2 separate regions of the Mus musculus genome follow, and region 2 is linked to region 1. A link is a contact called in public HiCAR-type data. All regions are on one chromosome and are shown on one strand. Each heading gives the region's core, a stretch centred on a gene start, on an enhancer-like site or on the middle of the called end of the contact. The rest is flanking DNA. Distances are from core to core; before and after follow the strand shown. Region 1 has its middle 11 kb from the start of Gm33262. Region 2 overlaps Sall4 (spalt like transcription factor 4).

The links. HiCAR-type assays count read pairs that join an accessible place to other places.
Region 2: a contact with region 1 is called in a HiCAR-type map of embryonic stem cells, with 5 times the contacts expected there. The contact joins two enhancer-like sites. A contact is called at or near these places in 1 of 115 datasets of contacts at active chromatin or transcription factors (embryonic stem cells) and 1 of 9 other capture datasets (adipose tissue).

Annotation. Positions count from the first base shown.
Region 1 is chr2:168,306,332-168,314,051 of GRCm38.p6, forward strand. No RefSeq gene overlaps it. Among named protein-coding and RNA genes, the nearest start is that of Gm33262, 11 kb to the right of the region's middle. Within about 2 kb of position 4,925, at least 18 of the 459 cell types and tissues checked have an H3K27ac peak or open chromatin away from gene starts, as enhancers often do. A contact at or near this core is called in embryonic stem cells, where this site is marked.
Region 2 is chr2:168,757,586-168,765,305 of GRCm38.p6, forward strand. The region is part of intron 1 of Sall4 (spalt like transcription factor 4); the gene reads right to left. Among named protein-coding and RNA genes, the nearest start is that of Gm14261, 4.7 kb to the right of the region's middle. Within about 2 kb of position 3,721, at least 29 of the 459 cell types and tissues checked have an H3K27ac peak or open chromatin away from gene starts, as enhancers often do. A contact at or near this core is called in embryonic stem cells, where this site is marked.

The sequences.
Region 1 (7,720 bases), core at 3,675-6,174:
AGCCACCCTTCCAAAACTGCCATTTGCAATTATGCACTGATTGGGTGCTATGAAGGGCTAGATTATGAATGTATATGTATATGTATATGTATATGTATATGTATATGTGAAGAATTAGGGGATTCCCATCTACACAGTCCTGGGTAAGCCACCAACCCTCAGGGTACAGACCTTCCAGTGTGGTTGTTTTAAGCTGCCTGTAAGGGAGCCTGATAAACCCGCTGGTTCCTCATGGTGGAATCATACCTTATATTTTTGTTGGGGCCTTAGGATGTAGGGTAGATGCTGTTTCCATCTCCCTCAGGGGAGGAATTTTAGCAACACATACACACATGCACACAGACACATATATCTGCACACAGGGGCACATGCACACTCACGGACACCTGTGTAAGTGGCAGGCACACACTCACACGCACTACGCTTGCTTGCACTGTACTCCGCCCATGAGTCCTGGGCCTCCCTCTGATGACCCCATGCTCGTGGGTATGGGTGCTTAGGGGCCTCTGTGCTTTGTGTTCACTGAGGCTGCTACTGCAGCAAACATTCCTGCACACACACCCTTTCTGCTGCCCCTGGAACAGCCTGTGCTCCTAAAGGCAGGATTGTTGAGTCAGAGGGACTGCATGGGGCTGTGAGCTGTGCGTACAGCCTCCACTGGGCTGTGTTATTAGCTCTCTAGCAAGGTCAGGAGGGTCTGTTTCTCCTCAGCAGCAGTGGTGGGCAGCACACCCCCATGATGTCCATCTGATGGAAGGGTGTGTGTGTTATCTTGGCGTAGTATGTATGTATGTATGTATGTATGTATGTATGTATGTATGTATGTATTTTTTAAAGTCTTAATTAATTTTTAAGAGATAGGAACTCACTATGTAGCCCTGCCTGAACTGAAACTCACTGTGTAGGCAGGCTGGCTCCAATTCATATTACCAGGAAGCAAGCCTAGTCTATGTAGTGAGTTTCAAGGCCAGACAGGGTGAGACCCTGACCAAAAAAAAAAAAAAAAAAAAAAAAAAAAAAAAAAGGCGGGGGGGAAATAGGGGGAGGCTGTGATCAGATTGTAAAGTGAACTAAAAATAAATTTAAAAAATTGTAAGGGCTGGCGAGATGGCTCACTGGGTAAGAGCACTGACTGCTCCTCTGAAAGTCCTGAGTTCAAATCCCAGCAACCACATGGTGGCTCACTACCACCCATAATGAGATCTGACGCCCTCTTCTGGTGTGTCTGAAGACAGCTACAATGTACTTATTTATAATAATAAATAAATCTTTGGGCTAGAGCAGGCAGGGACTGACTGGAGCAAGCGGGGTTGACCAAAGTGAGCAGAGGTCCTAAAATTCAATTCCCAACAACCACATGAAGGCTCACAACCATCTGTACAGCTACAGTGTACTCACATACATAAAATAAATAAATCTTTAAAAAAATTTAAGGAGAAAAATCTAAGAAATTAAATAAGCATTATAAAAATACAAAAAAAGAAAAAAGAAACAAAGAGAAAGGAAGAAAAGATGGAGAACAATTGAAGCAGATTTGGCTAACTTGACCCCCAGAAATACACACAAATGTGTTCTCACACCTATTACACAAACACACACACATTATACACACAAACACATACACACATACTACACATACATTATATACACATACCACACACAGACAGACAGACACACACAGACACAAAAAGACACACACACAGACACACACACACACACACACACGCACACACACACAGACAGACACACACAGACACACACACACAGACACAGACACACACAGACACAGACACACACAGACACAGACACACACAGACACACACACACAGACACATACACACATAGACACACACAGACACACACAGACACAGACACACACATACACACACACACACACACACACACACACACACACACACACACGGCATGTTCTTTCCCTCTCCATCAAGAACTGGCTCCTGTTTCACTTGTCATAGTCAGTGCAAGCCTGGAACTTTTTTTTTTTGTTGTTTGTTTGTTTGTTTGTTTGAGACAGAGTTTCTCTGTGTAGCCCTGGCTGTCCTGGAACTCACTCTGTAGACCAGGCTGGCCTCGAACTCAGAAATCCGCCTGCCTCTGCCTCCCAAGTGCTGGGATTAAAGGCATGTGCCACCATGCCCGGCTTGGAACTTATAATTTAGGTGACTATCTCCTGTCCTGTGGGCAGAAATCAGACCCAACAACAGTGCCTGTGTGCGTGCGTGCATGCGTGCATGCGTGCATGCGTGCATGCGTGAGTGTGTGTGTGTGTGTGTGTGTATGCATGAGTGTGCACACATGCTCAGGTGTCAGGGATGGCACCCAGAACCTTGGTGGTTTTAGGCGAGCACTCTACATCTCTAGCCGTGTTTAGAAATCCTCACTGACTTGCCCAGGCTGGCTTTCAGCCTTTGTTTAATTCTCCTGCCTCAGCTTCCCAAGTAGCTGAGATGATAGCCCTGTCTTTCTGTAATCATGGACAAGGAGACTCTCCAGGCACTGTTGCAGAATAAACACAGCATCAGGATACAGAGCGGCGTGGGAAACTCTCCGTATCGATTAGTGTTTAGACTCCACGTAGGATGGAGTTCAGCCCTCGGTCTAAGACACAGACTCTTGAGGATTTTATCATTACTTTGCTTGCCTTCCCCTTCCACCCGAACTGCTGAAGTGAATTCCCCTTTCCTACCTGTGCCCTAGCTTCAGGTCTGTGCTTCAGTCTCCTAGCAACTGGGCTAATGATTGCAGTAAAATTTCCTCTTTTTGGTATTCTGGTATACCGTGCTATTTTTAAGCACCAAAATACTGTTTTTTTTTCCTTTAAAAAAATATCGTACTGTTATTTTAGCATCTTCCAGAGTCTGAGAGCTGAGTCATTTCCATCTTGAGGTACCCGGAGATTGCTTCAAATTGCGTACAAATTCAAACTGAACAAAAGATCACTTGTTTGGAAAACACCTTTCTCACCTTCATCGTCTTAAGGAGAAGGGAGGGGGTGTTGTGTGTGTTCACACAAAGCTTGTGCTTCACTCATGGGCCCAGTAAAAGGTCTCTGTGAGTGGCTCTGGCTGAGGCAGGGGTGGGGCGAAGGGGGGGAGATCAACAGAGGTATCTTGTCGAGAAATCAGTAGCAGAGTGACAGAATTCTAGCGCTGACTGATGTAGGCACTGGGAACCTACCTGGGGCTCTCTTTGAGAAAGTATTGAGGTTGTGGGTGTGTGGGGTGTGTGGGTAAAGGGGTGTGTCGGGGCATGGGTATGTGTTTGTTCTGGTTGTCTCTTTTAAGACAGGGTCTCTCGATGTTGACTATGTTATCCTCAGAGATCCACCAGCCTCTGCCTTCTCAGTGCTGAGATTAAGGACACACACCCCACACACCCCGGCAAAGGCAGTATTTGCTGTCCAGTGTGAACTGGGAGTCCGTTCTCTCCTACTGCATGGATCCTTGGGACTGAATTCAGGTTATCAGGCTTGGAGGCCAGCTTCTCTCTCTCTCTCTCTCTCTCTCTCTCTCTCTCTCTCTCTCTCTCTCTCTGATGAACTCTCTCAAATGGTCCACAGTTGCTGCTATGTTTTGTATGAGGCAGGGCCTTACTCTGTAGCTCTGGCTGTGGAGGAACTTGCTATGTAGATCAGGCTAGGCTAGAACTCACAGAGATCTGTCTGCTACTCCTCCCTGAGTGTTGGGACCAAAGATATGCCCCACCACACCTGGCCATGGCCCATCGTTTTTTGTTTTGTTTTGTTTTGTTTTAAGAGTTGAAAAAAATTGCACCAGAAGATACTTGGAACTCATCTATGGCATAATTAGTACAACTTTTAAAAATCAATTAACTTCTCTAAGTTGACATGCAAAAATCTGGGTTCTGTCACAGCTTTATATAAGAGTGTACGTGTATATTTATATACATGTTGTTTTTCTTTGCTCGCACTTGCCTCCCCATTAACGCACACTTTTCTCTGAGAACCAAGTATTATTTTGGGACTGGGGACGTGGCTCGGAATGTAAAGTGCTCATTGGGCTTACAGGATGCCCTGGCTTCCATCCGCAGCGCTGGATAAACTGATCCTGTGCACACCTGGGATCTCAGGGCCGAGGACATGCAGGCAGGAGAATCAGGAGCACCCCCAAAACACACACACACACAGCCCCACCTTACAGTGTCTCTTTAAAGAAAACTTCTTGCTACTTAAACAAACAAAACTCCAAGTCAAAGAACAGTTTAGGGTTATCCTTGCCTATATAGTGAATTCGAGGTCAGCCTGTGCTACAAAAAAACCCGTCACAAACAACTCCCTTTCCTCAGACCTTGAAATCCTTAGTCGTCAAGGCCCCTCAGGCATTGTTTATTTACCCCATCTCCACGAAAAACTATTAATCAGCCGGTCGTGGTGGCGCACGCCTTTAATCCCAGCACTTGGGAGGCAGAGGCAGGCGGATTTCTGAGTTTGAGGCCAGCCTGGTCTACAGAGCGAGTTCCAGGACAGCCAGGACTACACAGAGAAACCCTGTCTCAAAAAAAAAATCTATTAAAAGTTTTTTTATTAGATATTTTATTTATTACATTATTTATTTACACCATTTATTTACATCATTTACATTTCAAATGTTCCTCCTCCCCACCTCCCCTGTTCACCAACCCACCCACTCAAGCTTCCCTGTCCTGGAATTCCCTACATCGGGGCATCGAGACTTCTGTCCTGGAACTCACTCTGTAGGCCAGGCTGGCCTCGAACTCAGAAGTCCACCTGCCTCTAAACTCCCCAGTGCTAGGATTAAAGACGTGCGCCACCACTGCCCGGCTGGTTTTTTCTTATTTAAGAATTTAAATCTGTCCTAGGCCAATGTGCGCCTCCGTACCCCTGACTCCACCCACCTCTTGCCTGTCTTCTCACGAGACTTTCGAAATCACGTGGTTTCTGGCCGGAAGTTGAGCCAGAGCAGAACTGTCTATCTATTCCCGGAAAGGATCCAGAGGAAAAAAAGGTCACAAGGTTTCAGGTACAGTGACTCTGAGACCCCGCCGGAGAACAAAGCTGGTCTGGAAGGGTTCGCACCATGGCGTGACGTAGGGTTTACGTTGAATTGTGGTAATCAGTCCTACCTGATGGGGCTGAATGTTTTATAACTGCTGGAGACTTGGTTGTGTTTCAGTTGATTGGATATTATTATCCATTTCATATGAGCTAGTTGGTTTGTTCGTAATAAAATGTAGAAACTTGCCGGGCGTGGTGGCGCTTGCCTTTAATCCCAGCATTCGGGAGGCAGAGGCAGGTGGATTTCTGAGTTCGAGGCCAGCTTGGTCTACAGGGTGAGTTCCCGGACAGCCAGGGCTACACAGAGAAACCCTGTCTCGAAAAACCAAAAAAAAAAAAAAAAAAAAAAAAAAAAAAAAATCTTTCAAGAAGGATTTATTTAGTTTTGTGTTTGTTCCTTGTTTCTTTTTCTCTTCCTTTCCCTTTCTTTCTTTCTTTCTTTCTTTCTTTCTTTCTCTTTCTTTTCTCCTTCTCTTTCTCTTCTTCTCCTCCTCCTTCTTCTTCCTCCTCCTTCTCTTCCTCCTCCTTTTTTAAAGACGGGGTTTCTCTATGTAGCCCTGGTTGTCCCAGAACTTGCTGTGTAGAGCGGGCTGGCCTCGAACTCATGGAGATCTGCTTGCCTCTGTCTCCTAAGTGCTGGGATTAAACATGTGCTCCACCATCACCCAGCTTAAATTTGTTCTTCTATATATATATATACATATATATATATATACATATATATATGTATATGTATATGTATATACATATATATATATACACACACACACATATACATATATATACACACACATATATACATATATATATATACACACAAATATATCTTAATTCATAGTAAACATATTTTATTTATTACTTACAGTTTTTATATTCATTGTGCTACTTAATATCTCGTAATGTTTATAAATTTATGCATTCAAAATATATTGCATGCGGTCACCAAGAGGGCTCAGTGGATAAGCATTCTTGCAGGTTGCCCTCCGACCCCCACAGCAGTGCGGTAGCATGCATATAACCACACACAAAAGAATTAAATAAGTGTAGTTTAAAATACTTTCTTGCACAATTACTGTTGGTGATTTGAACACGGTTTTGTTAAATCGGGATACTTTCTGGTCATGGTGGAATTAAATACCAAAATGCTGACAGGGTCGTTTTCCATTTGTAGCACTTTGGATGGTTTCTTTCCCTTTGTCAGTGTGAAGCTCTTAATAGAAGATTCTAATCTGTGTTCTCCAATCCCTGAAGACGTTTGGAGGGCAAAGCTCTCAGGTTGTTGTCCTCAGAGGCAGCTGGTGTGGGGGTGGAGTCAGAGCATCCTGGTGGTGAGTCTCTGGGCTTCAGGGTGGAGCCTGCACATGGCTGCTGCTGGCTGCCTCAGGGGGCTGTGGAAGGATAGAAAGATGGGGAAGGGAAGGGGACTTGGAAGGGGAAAGGCGCTCACCCTGGGAACCTCACCCTCGGATGTAGCTTGCATTTTCTTCTGGCCCAGAATGAAGAAATTTCTACAAGGCTGAGAAAGTCAAAACCCTCTTGGAGAGACGCTGTGAGCTTTCTTAAGACGGTTTTCATGAGCCTAGCTGTGTTTGCTTAGAGCTAGAGTATTGACAACCATCCCTGTTCCTGAACCACAAACTTCCTACAAGAAGTTCCTTAAAATAAGAAAAGCACAGGCTGAATGTAGCTCGGTTGGTAGAGTGTTTGCCTAACATGCACAAAACCCTGGGTGGCGTCCCTGGCAGCTGATAAACGGGGGTGGGGGTGGGTGGGTGGGGTGTGGACACCCATAATTCCAGCACTTGGGAAGCCGAGGTGGCCTTAAGGTCATCTTGAGCTATGTCAGGACTTCAAGGTCAGCCTGGGCTACACAAGTCCTTGTCTTCACAAGAGTGTGTGGGTGCGTGGGTGTGTAGATGGGGGTGCTGCTGGAGAGATGGCTCAGATGTTAAGAGCACTAGCTGCTGTTCCAGAGGACCTTGGTTCAATTCCCAACACACATGACAGTTCGCAACCTGTAATCCCAGTTCAGGGGATCTGTTGTCTTCTTCTAGCCTCTATAAGCACTGCACACACGTTGTGTATAGACATACATGCAGACAAAACACCCACACACTTAAAATAAAAAATACGTTTACAAGAAAAGGAAAATAGCCGGGCAGTGGTGGCGCACCCCTTTAATCCCAGCACTTGGGAGGCAGAGGCAGGCGGATTTCTGAGTTCGAGGCCAGCCTGGTCTACAGAGTGAGTTCCAGGGCTATAATAGAGAAACCCTATCTCAAAAAACCGAAAAAAAAAAAAAAAAAGAAAAGAAAGAAAGAAAGAAAAGAAAAGGGAAATAGCTTGTATTTTGTACTTAATTTAAAAAGTTAACTTAATCTTTAAGCCTTGTTATAAGTCACGTCATTTGAGGAGTGTAATTTCACATACAACCCTATATATAGCCACTGTTGAGATTCTAAGGTTGCCTGGCATGGTGACATATGCCGTTAATCCCAGGACTTGGGAGGCAGAGGCAGACGACCTCTGAGTTCAAGGCCAGCCGTGTCTATAGTTGTTCAGGACAGCCAGGGTGACACAGAGAAACCTGGTCTCGAAAACCAAACCAACAACTAACACCTAGGGCAACGTTGTCCTGAGAAGCTACACCCATGGTATGGGGGA
Region 2 (7,720 bases), core at 2,471-4,970, 450 kb after region 1:
TGGACAGGGCCAAATCACACTGATCTCCACCACGACACAGGCGAAATGGAAAGAATAAATCAGAACCTCACCCAACCCCAGAGATGAGCAAGTTCCAGCCATTAGCAGCTAGAGTTGGTGGAGGGCTGGCCCAGCTTGCAGGCGGTTCTGAGTTAAGTCCCCAGCACCACCTACACGATCACTTGGAGTACAGAACACGGGACACTGGGTGTTAAATCTAAGGACAAGGATCGTTCTACAGCTACGTCTCCATGAGAAAAGCTACTGACAAAGGCTGGCAAAGATGCAGACAGACTTCACGCCCTCTCAAGGAGAGAGCCTGGCATCGAACTCTAAAAACAAGCTTTTACATAAATATAGAGAGAGCAAAGTAGAGATAAGCAATTCCGGGAGGCCGACACCCTACAACTACAACATTCACTGCTGTCCCATGTTAAACAAAGAGGATCCAAGTTAGAGCTGTTCTGTTTGGTCGTCTCAACATTGGGACAGTGCAAACGCGATGTCTTCGACAAACTGAAGCTCAGGACTCAAGAGTCCTTCCTCCCTTTATTATTCACCAAGTCTGTGGCCATATGGATGTGCTTGCTCATGCTATACCATATATGGACGTCAGGACAACCTGTGGGAGTTTCAGTGTTGTGTTCTGAGTCTCACACGGCCAGGCTGATCGAAAAGGACTCACTGCCCTGCCTCATCCTCCCAAGTGCAGAATCCATGCGTGACAGGGAAGACTGGATTCAACCTCGAGCCTCACCGCACCACCGATGTGGCCACCAAGTTCAACCTAGCGCAGCCTTAATAAAACCCTCAACTGTTGCTGATTTTGGACTACGGGATAGGAAGAGCATCTGCAGGCACCTGTTTATCAGCAGCCGGGCGTGGTGGCACTCATCTTTAATCCCAGCACTTGGGAGGCAGAGGCAGGCAGATTTCTAAGTTCGAGACCAGCCTGGTCTACAAAGTGAGTTCCAAGATAGCCGGGGCTGCACAGAGAAACCGTGCCTCGAAAAGAAACAAAAAACAACAAAAAAAAATGTTCATCATCTGGCGAGATGGCTCTTCCAGAGATCCTGAGTTTAATTCCTAGCCACCATGCAGGGGCTCACAACCATCTGTCATGGGATCCGATGCCCTCTTCTGGTGTGTCTATAGACAGCTACAGTGTACTCAAATAAATAAATAAATTAGTCTTTTTAAAGTTTATCAGGGGGCTGGAGAGATGGCTCAGTAGTTAGGAGCACTGACTGCTCTCCCGAAGGCCCTGAGTTCAAATCCCAGCAACCACATGGTGGCTTACAACCGTCCATAACAAGATCTGACACCCTCTTCTGGAGTGTCTGGAAACAGCTACAGTGTTCTCACGTATAATAAATAAAATAAATCTTTAAGAAAACAAAAGTTTGCCGGGCGTGGTGGCGCACGCCTTTAATCCCAGCACTTGGGAGGCAGAGGCAGGTGGATTTCTGAGTTCAAGGCCAGCCTGGTCTACAGAGTGAGTTCTAGGACAGCCAGGACTACACAGAGAAACCCTGTCTCGAAAAACCAAAAAAAAAAAAAAAAAAAAGTTTATCGGGGGCTCGAGATGGTTCACTGAATGGGAGTAGTGGCTGCTCTTGCACAGGACCCAGGTTCAACTCCCAGCACCCACACAGAGGCATGTATAATTCCAGTTCCAGGGAATCTAGTGTCCTGTTGGTACCTGTGTATGTACATGATACACACATATCCATATATATATATATACACACACACACACACACACCCATATACACCCTCATTCACAAAAGCTAATAAAAAACTGTCGACGTGCTGTGACAAGTCCCTCACCACAGTGACCAACTGGAGCCTTGTAGATCACCCAGCAGCTTTCACTGAGGGGGGGTGAGGGGATGCTGGGACCCGAGCTAGGTCTTTCCCTAGTACACACACATGTCCTATGAACACAATGCCCTTTTCTTTCTCAACAGTAAGTCTAGGGGATGGGGGAGGGGAATCCTGCTGGATAGGAAACCATGAAACAAGAAACACATTAAAGCCAGTAGAAGACACTGCTTGCCCGTCTTCTCTCTCTCACAACAACAACGGAGAGCTGGGAGTTGGGCAGCGCGAAGCATACACCTGTATTCCATCCTCGACACAGAGTGAAGTCTTGTGATTGTACACTCCTGGAATAATAGCACCCAGCCAGGCAGAGGATAAGAAGTTCCAGACCATCCTTGGTGACATATGAGGTGTCCTCAGATACAGGAGACCCACGATAAAAAATTTAAAATTAGGATGTAAGCCGACTACCTGTAATGACAGTCCTAGAGGTTCTTAACTTCTAGGCCAGCCTGGGCTACCTTGACATGGAGAGTCTGATCCTGTCCAAATACTGCAACGTTCAGGACCCTCCCGAACACAGCAGGCATGGGTCAGGTACCACGGCTCCTCACTTGCTGTCCTTCCAGAGGACCGGGGTTCGATTCCTAGCACCTACATGTTTGCTCTTAACTGAAACTCTAGTTCAAGGAGATTCCACATCTCAAACATTAACCAGGCATGAACATAACAAGAAAATATACAAATAAGACGGGCGAGGTGGCACGCACTTCCTTTAATCCCAGCATTCAGGAAGCAGAGGCAGGTGGATCTCTGAGTTCAAGGCCAGCCTGGTCTACAGAGAGTTCCAGGACAGCTGGGGCTATACTAAGAGAAACCCTTTATCTCTCTTTTTTTTTTTAAGATTTATTTACTTATTATATGTAAGTACACTGTAGCTGTCTTCAGACACAACAGAAGAAGGCATCAGATCTCGTTATGGATGGTTGTGAGCCACCATGTGGTTGCTGGGATTTGAACCCCAGACCTTTGGAAGAGCAGTCGGGTACTCTTACCCACTGAGCCATCTCACCAGCCCCTTTCTCTTTTAAAAATAAAACAAACAGGGCTGGCTCAGGGATCCCAGCAACCACATGGTGGCTCACAACCATCCGTAACAAGATCTGACTCCCTCTTCTGGAGTGTCTGAAGACAGCTACGGTGTACTTACATATAATAAATAAACGAATCTTTAAAAAAAATTGGGGTGGGTGGGTATGGGGGACTTTTGGTATAGCATTGGAAATGTAAATGAGCTAAATACCTAATAAAAAATGGAAAAAAAATTAGGCTGGGCGTGGTGGCACACGCCTGTAATCCCAGCACTCGGGAGGCAGAGGCAGGCGGATTTCTGAGTTCGAGGCCAGCCTGGTCTACAAAGTGAGCTCCAGGACGGCCAGAGCTACACAGAGAAACCCTGTCTCTAAAAACCAAAAAAAAAAAACCAACTCGTCTACCTCAGCAACTGGCTGCACACAATTCCCACATTAATTAACAATCACCAACAGCTCTTGATCTACCAAGTTTCCACGTAAATAAAACAAAACAGTAAACCACCCCAAAATAACTTTGTTTTCTCTAAAAGAACCACACAAGAGTCTTTACTGATGTCTGAACCAGGGTCCCGCAGGCCACGCTGGCCCGGATCTCACAAGGCAGCCTCAAGCTTGTTGAGCATATGCCTCAACCAGGATTGTAATATCCCAACAGCACTTCAGGCTTTGCCTCAATTCTTCGGAAAGAAAGGAATTTTTGAAAGGCAGGAAGCAGGCTGGGCAGGGTATGGGTGTGTCAGACATGAATGTCTATAGGGAAGTGGGATAGAAAGCGGGGTGGGTACTTTGGGAAGGTCCTTTTCTGTTTGATTGAGACAGGATTTCTGTGTAGCCCTGGCTACCCTGTATGTAAATCACCCGGTATACCAGGCTGGCCTCGAATCCAGAGACTAGCTTGCCTCTGTTTCCGGGACCCTCAAGATCCCTCTAAACCGGTACCAACTGGATCAGAAGTGCTTCCAGTGACGTCAGCCTCTCCATCCCTCCGCCCTTCCTTCTCGCCCACTCTGGAAACTACCAATGCCCAGTTTTACCTGATGCCTACCTAGTTAAGTCTGTCCACCTTCCTACCAGGGCATCCAGATGGCCTTGTACCGCTCATCTCCAGCTTCCAGCTCCCTAATGCTCCAAATAAATGCAAGCAACACCAGATCCAGTTTAAGTTTCCTGCAGGGCTGCAAATATTGCTTCATACACGCTGGGCCAGCACTCTACCAACTGGACCACATCCCTGTCTGTCTTTAAAAGGCCAGAACACAGCATGCCACAGACAGCCATAGCATGTCACAGACAGCCAGAATAACATAGAGAATCCCTACCTCAAAAAAGAAAAAAAAAAAAAACTAAATAAATAAAAGTCAAAGAGTTCTCCAACCACACCGTGCCACCCTAACCTGTCATTTTATTAACAGAATATTAACATTACTATAATATTCCCCTGATATTTTAAAGGAGGTGGAGAGCAGACAAAGTTGGAGACTCTAAGGGATCCTGTCTGGCACACCCTCTGGTTTGCCCCCCACCCCCACATGGGGTATAGAGCCCAAGCCCTCACACCAGCTAAGGGTGTAGCTCTCCCACTGAGCAGTATCTCCAACTCCCAAACTTTAATCTCCGGGATTTAGCATGCCCACATGCAATGCAAACACTATGTAAATAGTTTTCAGGCTGCATTGTTTAGGGGAGAAACAGCCAGAAACAATAGCCAGCCCAGGGCCCTCTTAGTCATTTCCCAGAGCTTGCAAAGGGAAAGACAAGAGGGCTGAATTTTTTCGTTTCTGATCATTGTTCATACATCACTGTACCTGCTTTCCCTGGTACCCTGCGTCCGCTCAGCACTCAGCTGAGAAGGGAGCTATGGCACAAAAAAGGTTAAGCATCTCTGCTCCCGAAGGATACACCAGCTCAGAGTGATTTACTACCGGGATGCCAACCGCCTTCACTGTATACACAAGCCCCGAAGCCTCTCCCCCTGCAGCCTGACCGCTGCACCAGGCATCCCACTTAAAACTGTAGCCGATGTTTGCTTAGGCAGTAAAAAACTACCTCGTCCATACCACCGTCGGCAAATAATGGGACGGAGTATTTGCCAAGGAGAAAGAGGACCCTGTTAGGAACAATTGCTGGCTATGCTTAAATTAACCTGAAGGGAAGGAAGGCAAAGTCCACAGGGATAACTCCAGCAAGCGTGGCTTCCATCCCCCACCCCGAATTTTAGGAATGTTATCTCTTCAGCATCTAGTTATCCAGTAAGTAGGAAGAATGCAGTAAAGCCAGCAGGGGTCTTTCGATTCAATCTCACCCAGATGAATAGAAAATGCGCTTACTATTGTATAGGAAGAAAGCTAATCAGCCAGGAGGCAGAAGACACTCAAAACAGCTAAAAACAGAAACAAAAAAAAAAAATTGAAATCTGTGTATCTTGATAAAAGCCTGGTGCCTTGGGCTTATCTGTTACTGGTCCTGTATTAAAGAAAGACAATGAACAGTTTACCTAAAGCACACAGTATCCTAGACCCTGCCCTACCTCCAGGATAAATCCTTACCAAAAAACAAAAGGGATTATATATTACAGATCCAGCTGTAGGAGCTTTATTTTTAAAACCAGTTTCAAACAGCAAGCCTTAAAATCTACATAGAGAGGTCAAATTTGACTTGAAATTAAGTTTCTACTTAATCAAGAATTGCAGAAATCAAAAAACAATCACGGATTAAACTTCAGGGGCCTGTGGAAAAGGTTTTGAAAGGGTAAGACGCTGGCCACAGCTAATGAATGAATGACCCCAGATAGATCAGCCCTCCCGTCCTCTGAATGCTCACTCACAGGGTGGCAGCACACGCAATCAATAATTCAAGTTTTTAAGGGTAGGAGGGTCAGAAGACGCTTTATATAAAATATGCCTTACATAAGAGTAAGGGATACTTGCCTCAACTGAACGAGCTTGCCAACCCCAAGAGAGATCAGAGGTCTCTCCCTGGGATGAAACAAGGCTGTCTAGAGCCTGCACCAACCAAGGCTTTAACCTGTGTGTGTTAGCTGTGTTTGTTAAAAAAGTAGAGATTAGAGTGATTACGGTAACCTCCCAAATTCATCTCCTATTTGGTTTGGCTTTTTTTTTTTTTTCTTTTTCAAAATCACGTAACCCCAAGAAAGAAACCCAAATGACGTTAGCTCTTGAGTTGCTTGCTGGGAAGTCTCATCACCCACAGTTTCTAAAAGGCAATTTGAAAAATCAAATGGGCACTGGATTTAGCGGCACATTCCTCCAATCTCAGCTTCAGAGGCAAAGACAAGAGCGTGACAAGGCTGGGACAGGTTAGAAAGCTGTCATGGTTACTACACAGACAGACTGGGGGGGGGGGTGTCACCAAACCAAAGCAGCTTCAAGCACCATGGCTAGGCTGTCCCTTACTAATGAGTACATCCCCCTTGCTCTAGAACCAACAACAAACACCCCATGGATTCAAGAAGGCTAAAGTCAAGTGGGAGGGGAACCACTGGGCGACCCTTGCCACCCGGGAGCCTTTATTCAAGGGAGCGAAATACCAAAACTACTTCAGGTTGTGAGAATTAACGGTGAGGTCCTTCGAGGTCCCAGGCTGGAGCCTGCCACATAGCAGGTTCCAGTGAAAACTGTCATTCCGTGGATGAAATTACCTCAACATGCAAGGAGTCTATAGAAAACTTTTTCACTGCCACTGTACACAAGGACCCAAAAAGCTGGGTGAATAAGTGGGGGTACACTAGTCCACCTAGGCAAGGTTACACCCAGAATGCAACGCCGAGCTTCCTCGTACTGAATCCTGCCAAAATTCTTTTCCCCAAATTCTCATTTGACATTTTACATCCAAAAGGAGGAGATTCAAAAATAACCATGCCTCAGCTCCCCCAAAACGGCTCCCGGTCCCCTACTTAAACTGAAATCCCCTTAATCCCCATCACCAATGACAAAGTATCGTTTACTGGCAGTGGAGAACCTCCGAGGGTTAGGGAGCACATTTTACATGCAATTAAATGAATAAAAAAGAAGCCCCCTCCCCCTTTTGGGGGAAGACTGAATTAGCTTGAAACCTTAACTAAGCCAGGCACAGGCAGGTCGATGAAGGATGGCGAGGAGCGCTAAATTACTAAAAACCTGGGAATCGTAATAGCTGAAGGTTGTAATCCAGTTTAGCACAAAGGGCATTTGGAACCCTTTTGAGAAAATGCTAATTTTCCTTTAAGTACTGTAAGCCCCTTCTCCTTGACCACCTGCGGATTTTTTGATCTGCTAATTATTGCCCGGATTTCATTTGCCTTGCTCAAAAAAAAAAAAAAAAAAACCTGCATTCTCCTACAGACCGACCAAGAGGGATCCAAAAGCTTCCAAAAGATTTATCTAAACTAAGGGTGATCCCAAAATGCAGGCATTAAAGAAATTTTAAAACAAAAACAAAAAACCTCTTCCCAAAACCACAATCGAGGTCCCCCTACAAACACATTTTAAGAACTCTTGGAGAAGATTCCCAAACACTGATGTTGATGCAGAAGATGGGGACCCCACAGAGATCACGCGTGTGCGGGTCTCCGGCCTAGCTAACCTCACTCACCAGGTGTGTGTCGCAGTCCGCACATGGCCGGTCTCCAGAGGGCGCCCGCACGCCAGAGGCCGGGCTCCGACCGCGAGTGATCCGCAGAAAACTCGCTTCCCAAGGCTGGGTGGCAGCGCGCGCCCAGCGGCCTCAGGGTGCAGCCAGGTTAACTACGACTCCAGCCAGCGGAGATTTCGGAAGCCCTTCTATAGCAAGCCACCTCTCCATGC